Regions from separate parts of the Mus musculus genome. Here regions 2, 3 and 4 are each linked to region 1. The links are chromatin contacts, called in public HiChIP or PLAC-seq and promoter capture Hi-C maps. All regions are on one chromosome and are shown on one strand. The core of a region is the stretch at or near the end of the contact, and the rest is flanking DNA. Distances in the headings are between cores, read along the strand shown. Region 1 holds the start of Rpl26 (ribosomal protein L26). Region 2 holds the start of Pelp1 (proline, glutamic acid and leucine rich protein 1). Region 3 holds the start of Rabep1 (rabaptin, RAB GTPase binding effector protein 1). Region 4 holds the start of Gabarap (gamma-aminobutyric acid receptor associated protein).

What was found. Promoter capture Hi-C pulls out the DNA fragments that hold promoters and counts their contacts. HiChIP or PLAC-seq counts read pairs in DNA pulled down with a chosen protein or histone mark. Capture Hi-C pulls out chosen DNA fragments and counts their contacts.
Region 2: a contact with region 1 is called in a promoter capture Hi-C map of liver, with 2.1 times the contacts expected there. The contact joins the promoter of Pelp1 here to the promoter of Rpl26 in region 1. A contact is called at or near these places in 2 of 39 promoter capture datasets (both in liver).
Region 3: a contact with region 1 is called in a promoter capture Hi-C map of liver, with 2.4 times the contacts expected there. The contact joins the promoter of Rabep1 here to the promoter of Rpl26 in region 1. A contact is called at or near these places in 3 of 39 promoter capture datasets (liver and pre-B cells) and 1 of 9 other capture datasets (liver).
Region 4: a contact with region 1 is called in an H3K27ac HiChIP or PLAC-seq map of microglia, with 6 times the contacts expected there. The contact joins the promoter of Gabarap here to the promoter of Rpl26 in region 1. A contact is called at or near these places in 1 of 39 promoter capture datasets (cranial neural crest), 1 of 484 Hi-C or Micro-C datasets (B cells), 1 of 115 datasets of contacts at active chromatin or transcription factors (microglia) and 1 of 9 other capture datasets (pancreatic islet).

What each region holds. Positions count from the first base shown.
Region 1 is chr11:68,900,214-68,903,092 of GRCm38.p6, reverse strand. Rpl26 (ribosomal protein L26) reads right to left here and starts at 1,527. Exons shown (of 4, transcript NM_009080.2): 1 at 1,469-1,527; 2 at 651-823. The coding sequence starts at 818.
Region 2 is chr11:70,408,723-70,411,469 of GRCm38.p6, reverse strand. It overlaps Pelp1 (proline, glutamic acid and leucine rich protein 1), which reads left to right and starts at 1,439. Exons shown (of 17, transcript NM_029231.4): 1 at 1,439-1,706. The coding sequence starts at 1,458.
Region 3 is chr11:70,843,496-70,846,195 of GRCm38.p6, reverse strand. It overlaps Rabep1 (rabaptin, RAB GTPase binding effector protein 1), which reads right to left and starts at 1,435. Exons shown (of 18, transcript NM_019400.3): 1 at 1,188-1,435. The coding sequence starts at 1,221.
Region 4 is chr11:69,989,868-69,992,786 of GRCm38.p6, reverse strand. Gabarap (gamma-aminobutyric acid receptor associated protein) reads right to left here and starts at 1,417. Exons shown (of 4, transcript NM_019749.4): 1 at 985-1,417; 2 at 344-422; 3 at 87-205. The coding sequence starts at 1,074. Ctdnep1 (CTD nuclear envelope phosphatase 1) reads right to left here. Exons shown (of 8, transcript NM_026017.2): 8 at 2,186-2,810. The coding sequence ends at 2,750.

The sequences.
Region 1 (2,879 bases), core at 278-2,777:
CTCCAGCAGACCCACACGTCCCCTTTTTGGGGTGGGAATGGGGTTACTGGGACTCAAATCCAGGACCTGTATATACAAGGTAAGCACTATGTGAACAGTGAGCTAAATCCCCAACCTTTTCATCTTCACAGACTGGAAACAAACCAGGCCAATCACCTATAGCAAAGAAAGGCTTTCTAAATAACAGACAAATCAAGACTGTTGCCATCCTATAGCTGTTTTCAACCCATGTCGATCCTCCCAAAGAAGTGTTTCATTTTATTAAGTATTCTTAAAAAGTGTTAAGATGTGCCAGTCTCGAAGTGCACACCCTTTATCCTAGGGCTCTATCTTATCTCTTTTCCAGGTCAGCCAAGGGCTACCTACACAAAGAAACCCACCCTGCGTTCTTTTAAAGACTTCCAGAACTTACCAATCACTAGCTATAAATTACAGCTACAGATAATCTCTCCCCAATAGAGCTAATAGAACCCCACACAAAGACATTAGCAAACCGCTGAGGCAGGACCAAAAAGCACACTGCTTTCCAGTTCTTTTGATGCAAAGCAACCCTTTCATACATCAAATGCAGGTTTTCTCACCCCCCCCCGCGCCCCCCAAATAATCGTAAAATTCCATTCAGCTTCGCCTCGCCAAGCAAGGACACATACCTGAACTTCGTCATCCTTCCGAATGGGCATAGACCGAACGTTATACTTCTGTCTCAGCTCTTTGGAAAGAGGGGAAGACATGATCTTCCTCCGAATGTGAGAGGGCGCATTGAAATGCCGTTTGCGGTTCTTGCTTCGGTCAGAAGTCACGAAGGGATTGAACTTCATTTTGGCTTAAAAACAAACAAAAAAAACAAAAACAAAAACCAGAAGACCCTTTAACGTTTCAAGTCTCAACCAGTTCCCTAAACAGCATCAACTCCACTCTGAAAGCACACAACGTTCACTGGAAGGTATCATGCTCGGTTACTCCAGACCTTCCCATCTGAGGGTTTTTTCGTCTTTAAAGACTGAAAACAAGATGAAGACTCTGCCATTAGTAACACCTATCCTACTTTTAAACTTGACTTTCCAACTTCAGCATCCCGGGAGGGTCCTACACAGCGTCGGTCTTTACCTTCTCATTTACCGCTTCTGGTGCTCTGCATTTTGCCCCCCACTTGAGCATGGAAGCAAGGGCGGATCTCCAAGCCCTCCCAACTGGCGAGAGGGCAACCGCACGGCTGACCCGGGGCTTATGATTATTTAACTCCATCTCCATGGGCCCCGCCGGCCTTCGAGTCCACGAACCTGGTCCCCTTAACCCTCTCCAGCCCCGCGGGCCCTGGCTAGGAAAGACACGGACCGAGCCCGCCCCAGTTCGGCTCCCTGGCTGATGCCGGGCCAGCAAGGCCGTCTCGGGGCCTCGGGACAGAAAAGCCTCCTCGCCTCGCCGCGGATGGCTGCGGATTACCAGCGACAACCCGCCGAGAACTCACCGGCTGCGATCCACCGATGGCCGCAAAAGGAAAGAGAACTACACGCGACTTCCGGTTCTGTAAGTTGCCGCGAGATCTCGCGAGAGTCTCGGAGCGAAAGGGGAGAGGAGGTTGGGAGAAAAGAAGAAACTAGGAATGGGAGTTTAGCGACATCTAGCGGCTCGGAGGGGGACTGCGAGGGGTCCTGACGTCATCCCTCGGAGGTGTGCGTGGTAGGCTTAGTCCTCTGGGGAAGGCAGTGCTCCTGGGATGAAGAGGGTTGCTTAGGGACGGTAGGCCGGCGTGAGAGGACCTGGGGGACCTCACCCTTTCATTCCTGGGCTCCGGGCGAAGCGCAAGACCTACTTTTAGGCGCCGAGTGGCTCTGGGACCTTGGCCAGACGGTTACCTCGGTGACTTGACCCATAGGAGTTAGTTCTTATAATTAGCCCCAGCCGGCCGCCCCCACATCTGGGTAGACTACTCTGGGTCCTTCTGCGAAATTGAGACCATCCCTCACCTGGACGGAAATAGGTCTTGGCCCCCTGATGATGCCAAGTTGCCGGTTCAAATCACACTTAAACAAACAGACCCGAGGCCAGATCCCCCGGAGCTCCCGGGGACTGGACCACCAACAAAAGATTACAGGCTCCGGTCACAAACGGGGCAGAGGATGACCTTGTTGGACATTAGTGAGAGGGGCGGCCCTTGGGCCTGAGGGTGTTCCATGCCCCAGTGTAGGGGAATGCCAGGGCGGGAAGACGGGAGTGGGTGGATGGGTGGGGGAGGTAAGGACAGAGGGGATGGGATAGGGGAGTTCCGAAGGGGAGACCTGGAAAGGGGAAAACATTTGAAATGTAAATAAAGAAAATATCCAATTTAAAAAAAAAAAAAAGGAAAAGCCGGCATTGGTGGCGCCTGCCTTTAATCTCAGTACTTGGGAGGCGAGGCAGGCGGATATCTGAGTTCGAGGCCAGCCTGGTCTACAGAGTGAGTTCCAGGACAGCCAAGGCTACACAGAGAAACCCTGTCTCGAAAAACTGAAAACATGAAAAGAGAAAAAGAACGGAAGAAAGAAAGAACGGAAGAAAGAAAGAAAGAAAGAAAGAAAGAGAGAAAGAGAGAAAGAGAGAAAGAGAGAGAGAGAGAGAAAGAAAGAGAGAAAGAGAGAAAGAGAGAGAGAGAGAAAGAAAGAAAGAAAGAAAGAAAGGAAGAAAGAAAAGAAAGAGACACGGGGTGGGGGGACACTCTCATCGCAGACAGGTGTACCCTTTAAAACTATGACCTCAACCCCCTCCTGAGAGTTCTCGGTTCCAGATCTGATGGAGGTAGGTCAAGGGGATCCGATTCTCTGCAAATGGGTTCGGAGGCATCGGTTTCTGTAGATAATATAGCCGTCATGCTAACAGGAGGCACATACTGTCTTAAGATA
Region 2 (2,747 bases), core at 190-2,689, 1.5 Mb before region 1:
CCACTGAGCCATATCCCCAGACCCCATCCTTAATTTCATAGGAAGTTACCTTCAAGGGGAGGTTACCTTGACTTTAAAAGTGTGTGTATGTGTATGTGTGTGTGTGTGTGTGTGTGTGTGTGTGTGTGTGATAGAGATTGGAAGAAAAACTTTTCTAAGAATGGCAACAAGCCTGTCGGCAAAATTGGAAGTCTGTGCAAAGGCCTTGGAATTGATGTTGCTGGAGGATAGAAAGAAGGCTAGTTTAGTCCAAGACTAGGAGAAGAAACAAAACAAAACAAAACCTCAAACATCTCTCCACCCCTAAAACAAAACAACAAAAGACCAGAGGAAGAAAGAAGTGCTTGTACAGCCTGAGGTCAGGTGGTATAGATTCTAGTCTGTGTAGGGAAATATTCTTATCTTTTTTTGTTTGTTTTTTTGAGACAGGGTTTCTCTGTGTAGCCCTGGCTGTCCTGGAGCTCACTTTGTAGACCAGGCTGGCCTTGAACTCAGAAATCTGCCTGCGTCTGCCTCCCAATATGCTGGGATTAAAGGCGTGTGCCACCACCACCCAGTTAATATTCTTATCTCTAGAAGCTACAGAAGGACTCTAAACTGGGAAGGACAAGCTTTCTTGGCTCCAATCTGTAATGTCAGCATTTGAACTTGTGAGCCTGAGGCAGGAATATTGCCACATCATGTCTGAGGCCAGCCTGTTAAAAAGCAAAAACAACAAAACAAAGAACTGGCTTATATCAGAAAAGCCCAATTCGGCTTTTGTGTGGTGTACAGACTGCAGAGGGAGGAAATAAGGCAATGCTGAGGCCTTTGAAAGTGATAGGTTAGCCGGGCGTGGTGGCGCACGCCTTTAATCCCAGCACTAGGGAGGCAGAGGCAGGTGGATTTCTGAGTTGGAGGTCAGCCTGGTCTACAAAGTGATTTCCAGAACAGCCAGGGCCCTGTCTCAAAAAACAAAACAACTGTGTATAGTAATGTAAATACACAAATGACTGTGGGTGTGTCTTGGGGACAGAGTGACACCTCTGCTACTTTGTGGCATGTGCACTGTTTGAGCTTGTTTTTCCATTGTTGGAAAAGCAGTTTAGAACGTTCCAGATTTCAGACTTGGGGTTGGCTCCTTAGATAGGATTACTAAGCCCAGGGAGAAGGTGACCAGAAGCCACGCTGGACTGAGATCTTTCAGACTCCCGCGCCTTTCCTGCAGACCACGTGTCCGGCCTGCGCAGCAACGCCTCCGCCCCGCCCTACAGCGCTCAGCCCGGGTTAGCAGTTTGCAAGCCGCCCCAACGCTGGCGCTCGCCCACATTGCGCATGCCCCCTCCTGCCGCAGGGCGCCAGCCCTCATTCATCCAGCCCAGCAGGCCGCAGCCCCCTCCTCAAGACCCCTCCCCGAGCGGCGTGCGTCGCACTTATGTTTGCGTCATCACGCCACGCCATTGCTCGAGCCTGTGAAGATGGCGGCGGCCGTTCTTAGTGGGGCCTCTGCGGGCTCCCCAGCTGGGGCTCCTGGCGGGCCCGGGGGTCTCTCTGCGGTGGGATCCGGCCCGCGTCTGCGTCTGCTGCTGTTAGAGAGCATTTCCGGGTTGTTACAGCCGCGAACGGCGTCCCCCGTGGCCCCTGTGCATCCCCCAATCCAGTGGGCCCCGCATTTGCCCGGGCTCATGTGCTTATTGAGGCTGCATGGGACGGCAGGTGGGGCGCAGGTAAGTCTGTGGCTCCCGCGGTCACCGTGGAAAGGCTGGTGAGGCGGCTGGGCACCGTGGTCCCGCCTTCCTGAAGCTGACACTGGAGCTGTGAGCTCGAGGAGAGCCGAGAGTGGAGAATAGAGCCACTTAACCATTGAGGACGCGATCCACAGACTTCATTACCTGCGCGTTCCCCAGAGCAGTATTAGGCCCCTTTTCTGTTAGGTCATTGATAAGCACAAAGCAATGAAGGGGCTCGGTTCCATCCCAGGTCCCCTGACTAGTTCAGTCCTCAGCGAAACTTCTTTTGGCGGCGTTTTCCCAGGGTAATTGAACACAAACATTTACTAGCTCTCAGCCAAGGGCCTACCCCTTCCTACTCGGCGCTCCAATTCCAGTCATAGTGGCGATGAGCAAAATGCCATAACACGAAACTAAATCTGGTATGAGTTTCCTAAACCGGTGTAGAGAGAGTATTTAGAGATTTCTCCAAAAGACCTGGAGTTTAAGATGAACAGGGGTTAGGTAGTGAAAGAAAATTAGAAGGGGTAGTTGAAACGTTAGAGGAACACTCGTGTAGGACGGGTTGGAAAATGAGGGCAATGTTTGGGTTCGGGGTTTAGGTGGTTAAAGAGAGTGGGTAGAGTTGAGGCTGGTGAGGTAGGCGGTAGACAATATGTTGTCTACCTGGTTAGGAGCCTGTGCACAAAATATTCACATGCGTTCAGTTCCTACAAGCTAGAAACCCAAGTGCCATCCTCGATATGTGGTTTCTTACACACTTCCATAAGCAGTCTGTGAAGTTCTGCCTTTTTTTTTTTTTTTTTTTTTTTCTTATGGAGGCAAAGTCTCACTATGTGGCTCTGGCTGGTCTGGAACTATGTAGACCAGGCTGGCCTAGAACTCCCCGAGATCCAGCTGCCTGTGGCTGGGCATCCGCCATCTTGTTCAGCTGTATGTGTGTTTATGTTAGTGGTTATGGGCCAAGGGTAGCAACGGTGCACACATCAAAGTCATAGGAACGTTTAGGTCCTAAGGTTCCTGTGTCAAGACAAGGTC
Region 3 (2,700 bases), core at 186-2,685, 1.9 Mb before region 1:
TCCCCTACCGCAAGAACAAACAGAGGTTTTCACAAAAGATCATTTCAAGAGACTACTCTTGGAAAAGGCCAAGAACCTCCTGAGCCAACCACCACATCCCAACATTCTACTTACAGGTAAAGATGCTAAGCACAAAAGCCAATTAGAAAAGTACACCTGAAAGAACTTTCCCAACTAGATACAGTAAGATCTTGCCAAGGACGGAGCACATTCTTTCCAAACATAACTCCCGGTTGACGACAACAACACCTGAAACAATGTGGTCAAAACTCTGGGGCAGAGCTCAGTCGGTTTAAAGGTCATAAAGGGTTCTAATAACCATCATGGCTTATTTAGAACAAGGCCCTTTTTTTCTTCCAATATGAGCATTATTAAGACAGTCTGTCCTGCACGTCTAAGTCTTGGCTACTCAGGAAACTGAGGCAGGATAGCTCAGGAGTTTCAGGTCATCATGGTCCACAAAGTGAGACCCCATCGCTTGAACGGTAGAGACGGAATGGAGAAGACGATTGACTCCTCGATTTCGGCCCACTCGAGCACCTTTTCATCCCTAACACTCTCGAAATAATACTAAACTATCCTTTTACAGATGAACGTTGCCATCTTTATCGCCTGGCCCAAGACTTGCCCATCTTTCTCGATAAAGAGACATGAATCAAGCGCTCTTCGTTCGTCAGAAACTGAGGCCCTAAGAGACTAAGATATGAGCCCGGCCTTACCATGAAGCAACACAACCACTCAAAAGAATGCTACCCAATGCTTAGGATCACAGTTACTTTTACAAGTCCGGTGCAAAGAGCGCTGGAGCGTGGCCTGAGGAGGCGGGAGCGGAGGTGGGGCGAGAGGGCACACGGCCACTACCAAGGCGAGGGCTCGCGTTTTCTTTAAGGAATATAGCACATGCTCTCCATTTCCATCCTCCCCACCCGAGGAACCCACGTGCTGATCCCACCGCACCTTCCTCTCCGCCGGCTCCCTCCCTGCAGCCTCCCCACGCCCTTCCCCGCGGCCGCCCGCGCGCGCCTCCCTCTCCCTCCCCAGCCCGGCTGCCCCAGCACGCGTCGCCCGCGCGCCCCCGCCTCCAGTCCGTGGGTCACCCCCGGGCCCGCGCGCGTGCCCTTCCTGCCCCCAAGGGCCCCCACGACGCTGCGCCGGGCAGGCCGCGCCCGCCATGGTGGGCGCCTCACCGTCAGGCTGGGGAGCCGGGCCCGGCTGCGCCATGGCCAGTGGGCGGCCTCGGAGAACGGGGATGGGCGGGGAAGCGGCGTCCCGGGATGCCGCGGGCTCAGCTGGCGGAGGAGGCGTCGACCGAGCCGCGGCCACCGCCGCCCAGGGAGGAACCGCTAAGGCTGGAGCCGCCGGCGCCGCCACAGCCTCGGGCAGAGACGGACCGGAGCGCCGACCTCCGCCTCCTCATCCTGACAGCGGGAAATAAGCAGTGCGCAGGCGCGGGGGGATGGGACGGCACGTGACGCTGGCCTAAGGGAGGGGCGGGGCCTCAGGAGGGAGGGAGACCAGGGAGGAGGGGTCCGGGGCCTGGGAGCCAGAGGGAGGCTGATGAGAGAGCTATGGGTGTTGGAGACTGGCGGCTGCAAAGACGAAGACTGTGCAAGCTCTTGGCTCCCAGGACACAGACAAAAATATCAAGCTGAGTGAGGAGACCCTGGGTGCACGCGAACCCAGCCGCTACTTTGCCTAGTTGTGTGTCCTTGAGAAAGTCCCTTAACCTCATAACCTTGAAAAGTAGAGCGGCTAAGAAAAGTTTAAATGAGGATATAAAGTAGGAAGAATTGTTATGGCCAGAACTTGGTCTGGTCCCCAGATGTGCAAGCCAATGCACTTTTTCCATTAAGCGACTATGTTTGACTTTAACGTGATCAGCCCAGAGAAGCTGTTGGAGATACAGCCAGACGCAGTGCTTGCATTCTTGACAGGAGAAAGTGCCACCCTTCTGCCTGGGCAAGAGAGCCATACGGAGACTCCAGACTTTCCTTTCCAGCCTCATTCAGACCTTGCTGCCTTCCTAGGGCAAGGGGTCTACACAGTCTGGCACTTCAGGACCAAGTCCACCTGCCTTCCTATGAGCCCAGAATTCCCTCCCTGGGTAGCTGAAGCTGTAGTCTCTCATTTTTCTATAAGACAGGGTGTAAACGTTTCTCAACGTGCCAGAGGGCAGCTGCATTTGGAGGAGGTGGCACAGCACTTACACATTTGAGCTGCTCTGTGTGTTCACAGATCCTTCGTGGTGCAAGACAGGTGAGGAAAGAAGGAAGACAAGCAACAGACCAGGAGCCCAGCCAGGGCTTACGCTCCTCTCACCAGCTTATTCAAGTGCACATACCCCCAAAGGCCAGGGATCTATGCTAGTCTTTTTTTCTCCCTCCTGCAGTCCTGGGGATTTAACCTTAAGCATAGTAGGCAAGCACTCCACTACTCAGCTATAGCAATAGTTCTTGTTCTGTTTTTTTAATTTTGAAACACCCTCTCCCTAAATGGCCCAGGTTAGCCTTGAGTCTGCAATCCTGCTTCATCCTCCTGAGAAGCTGAGATTTCAGGGTTGGACCACTACTAGGTCCTACTTTTTCTTTTTCTTTCTTTCTTTCTTTCTTTCTTTCTTTCTTTTTCTTCTTCATTTATTCTGATTCTAAAAGTTCTAAGCTCAAGTCTGCTCCAGAGTCACTGCAGATGCCTACATTCAAA
Region 4 (2,919 bases), core at 168-2,667, 1.1 Mb before region 1:
GTACTGACATTTTAAAGTTAGCCAGCAGCGACCGCTGGCCTTTACTTTCCTCTCCAAACACTACCGTTCCTTCCAAGGTACTGTACCTGGTACAGCTGACCCATCGTGGCACTGGTGGGTGGAATGACATTGTTGACAAAGAAAAACAAGGCATCTTCAGCACGGAGATGAATTCGCTTCCGGATCAAGAAGTAGAATTGACCAACTGCCAAAAACAGGAGATGCAAGCAAGTCACAGAGGTCGTAGGCGCCTCCAGAGAACAGCTGCCAGGTGAAGCCTCCTCCCACAGAGTTGGCAGGCCCACCCACAGAAAGAAACGTGCACCACAGGTCAAGCCCTCACCTGTAAGATCAGAAGGCACCAGGTATTTCTTTTTGTCCAGGTCTCCTATCCGAGCTTTGGGGGCTTTTTCCACTATCACCTGATAAAAGGTAAGAATGAGAAAAATGAATATATATATATATATATATACATACATACACATATATATGCTGCTATATCGATGAAGAACTCAACATACAATATTCCCTTTTACTGAAACCTACTGGAATCTCATTTCTCTAGTTATCCTTATATACGTGGTGCACACAGCATTAGGTCCAAAGCTCCTGGCCTCACTCTTACCTAAATATTGAGAACTGATCCTAGAACGGCGCATCACAATAACTATTTTCACCAGAGAATACAGGATGACTTGTTTGGGTCAAAAATCTACATTAAATCTAGCTAGTTGGGAGGATGGCCATGGAAACTCTGGGTTGTCAAGCTCACTAAGGCCTCTATTCTGAGAAATACCCTGATCTCTCTCTCCCGTCCACATCTTAGTCCCCAGCTCTACTTCAGGTGAGAGACCTCTGGTACCAGAGACAACAGAGTTCTAACCCCACGACAGACAGAGCCTGACTTCAGCTTTCCCAGACTCAAGCATAGCCTGTGGCGACAGCGTCAGCGACGCTAGCCTGGGCCCTGGCTACTGTCCTTACCGGGACCCGGTCTGGGTATTTCTTTCGGATTTTCTCGCCCTCAGAGCGGCGCTTCTCGAACGGATGCTCCTCTTTGTACACGAACTTCATTCTCCCGAGAACCGGGCTGGACCGAGCTGGGCTGAGGGAACCCAGGGGGGGGGCCGGGACAGGGGGCGGCGGCGGAGGCGGCTTCGACGAACAGACTTGGCGGAGCGATCCACGAATTTGCGCCACTTCCCTATTCATCAACCCCGCCCCCGACCATCGGACCGGCCCCGCCTGCTAACATACGCCACTAGCTCAGCTTGCTAGCGCAACCCGTAGCCTGGTCCTCTTACGCCTTCAGCGTAACTGCTTTGGAATCAACTTGTGGGTTACACATATGACATCGCAGATAAGGTTGCTGTTGTTTCGAGTGAACTGAAAAACCCTTTCCCACAGTACAAAGTTGAGGACGAAACTGGTACCCAGTGGCAGTCATGAGATTTAGTTCTGCAGTTCTCGGAAATTACGTTGGGGAAAGGCAGACAATTACAAGTCTAGGATTTCATGAGACGTGTTTCTACGCTGAAGGTGGCCGTTGACACCAAAACAAAGTAGTACCCAAGCTGTGGATATGGACACCATAAGACAGAAAGGAAAGAGGTTTGCAGACACCCAGGGAATGCTCAAGGCTCAGGCTTATGTGAACCAAGAGAAACTGCAAAAGCCCCAAAGATAAGGACTACACCAGAGCGGAGGAACACATTTCTGAGTGTAGATAAAATCATGTGACCTCAGAAAAGGGCGGAGAATCACGTGGCGGGTGGCGAAAAGTAGTCCCGGCTCTGGAGAGGAGGTGCCAGGAAAGAGGGTTCCGCCCCAGGTTACTGCTGGAGTGCCAACACCTCGTAGGCAGCGCCCTCTTAGCCTGTCCACGTCAACTTCCCAGACAAGCCCAGCCTTTCTCCAGCTGTATGCCCTTCCAGGGTTCTAGAGTTTTCCCTCTTTAGCCTTCTATATCCTACTTTAAAGTTGTTGGTCCACTGTCCATCAGGGACTCCATCCAGTCAGTGGGGCCTTTCCTGCCGAACACTGAACATAAACTACTTTATCCCTGTGCTAAATCCCACTTCCCCCCAACTCCAAACAGCATCTTCTCCCTCTGCTTCAAGGACAGAGCAGATGTCAACAAAGTTCCCTCCATTTCCAAAAACATCAGAGAAGGGTCTAGGGCAGCTTTGGTTTCAAAGTTATAATGCATGGTTTAAAAGAGGAAAGAAGAAAGGAGCCGATTACAGGTATGGGGGATTGGGGAAAGAAAAAAAATGAGGAAAAGTAAGGGGGGGACAAGTCTGAGGAGGATCCAGTGGCCCGAAACCCCAGTCCCCACCCACAGCCCAGCCCTTGGAGCAGGAGTGAAGAATTAGATCAGTTTTGTATAAGAGTTTTTAAAAAAATCAAATCACAACAAAGTTGAATTGGCTTCTTTTGAGCCTCTGGGATATGTCTGTCACTCTGGCCAGTCCTGCCTCTTCACCAGACTGTTTCGGCTCCTCTAGGCCTTCGCCTGTCCCAGTCTGGCATTTCCACGGAGTGTGAACCCAGAGTGAGGCTGCTTCACGGTCTGGCCCATGTGTCCATCCAGACTCCATAAGTGGAGTGTAGGGCTCCCAGGGCAGAGGGGTGGGAGGGGCAGACTCTGCCCAGGCAGTCCTCACATTGGACAGGGCAACAGACGGTGTCCCAAGAACTCTCCCTCCCTTTCCCCTCCACCCCAACTCAGGTGGAGGGGGAGCAGCTGTCACCAGAGCCTATGTTGGTGAAGGTTTCGGCTCAGCACCGATCGGACATCAGCAGTGAACCTGAAATGACAGTAACTGGTGTTGGTGAAATACCTTATAGTTGACACCCTCACAACACTAGCACAACGGAGTCTCACTGGACAGAACAGAACTTGATACCACTTTCACA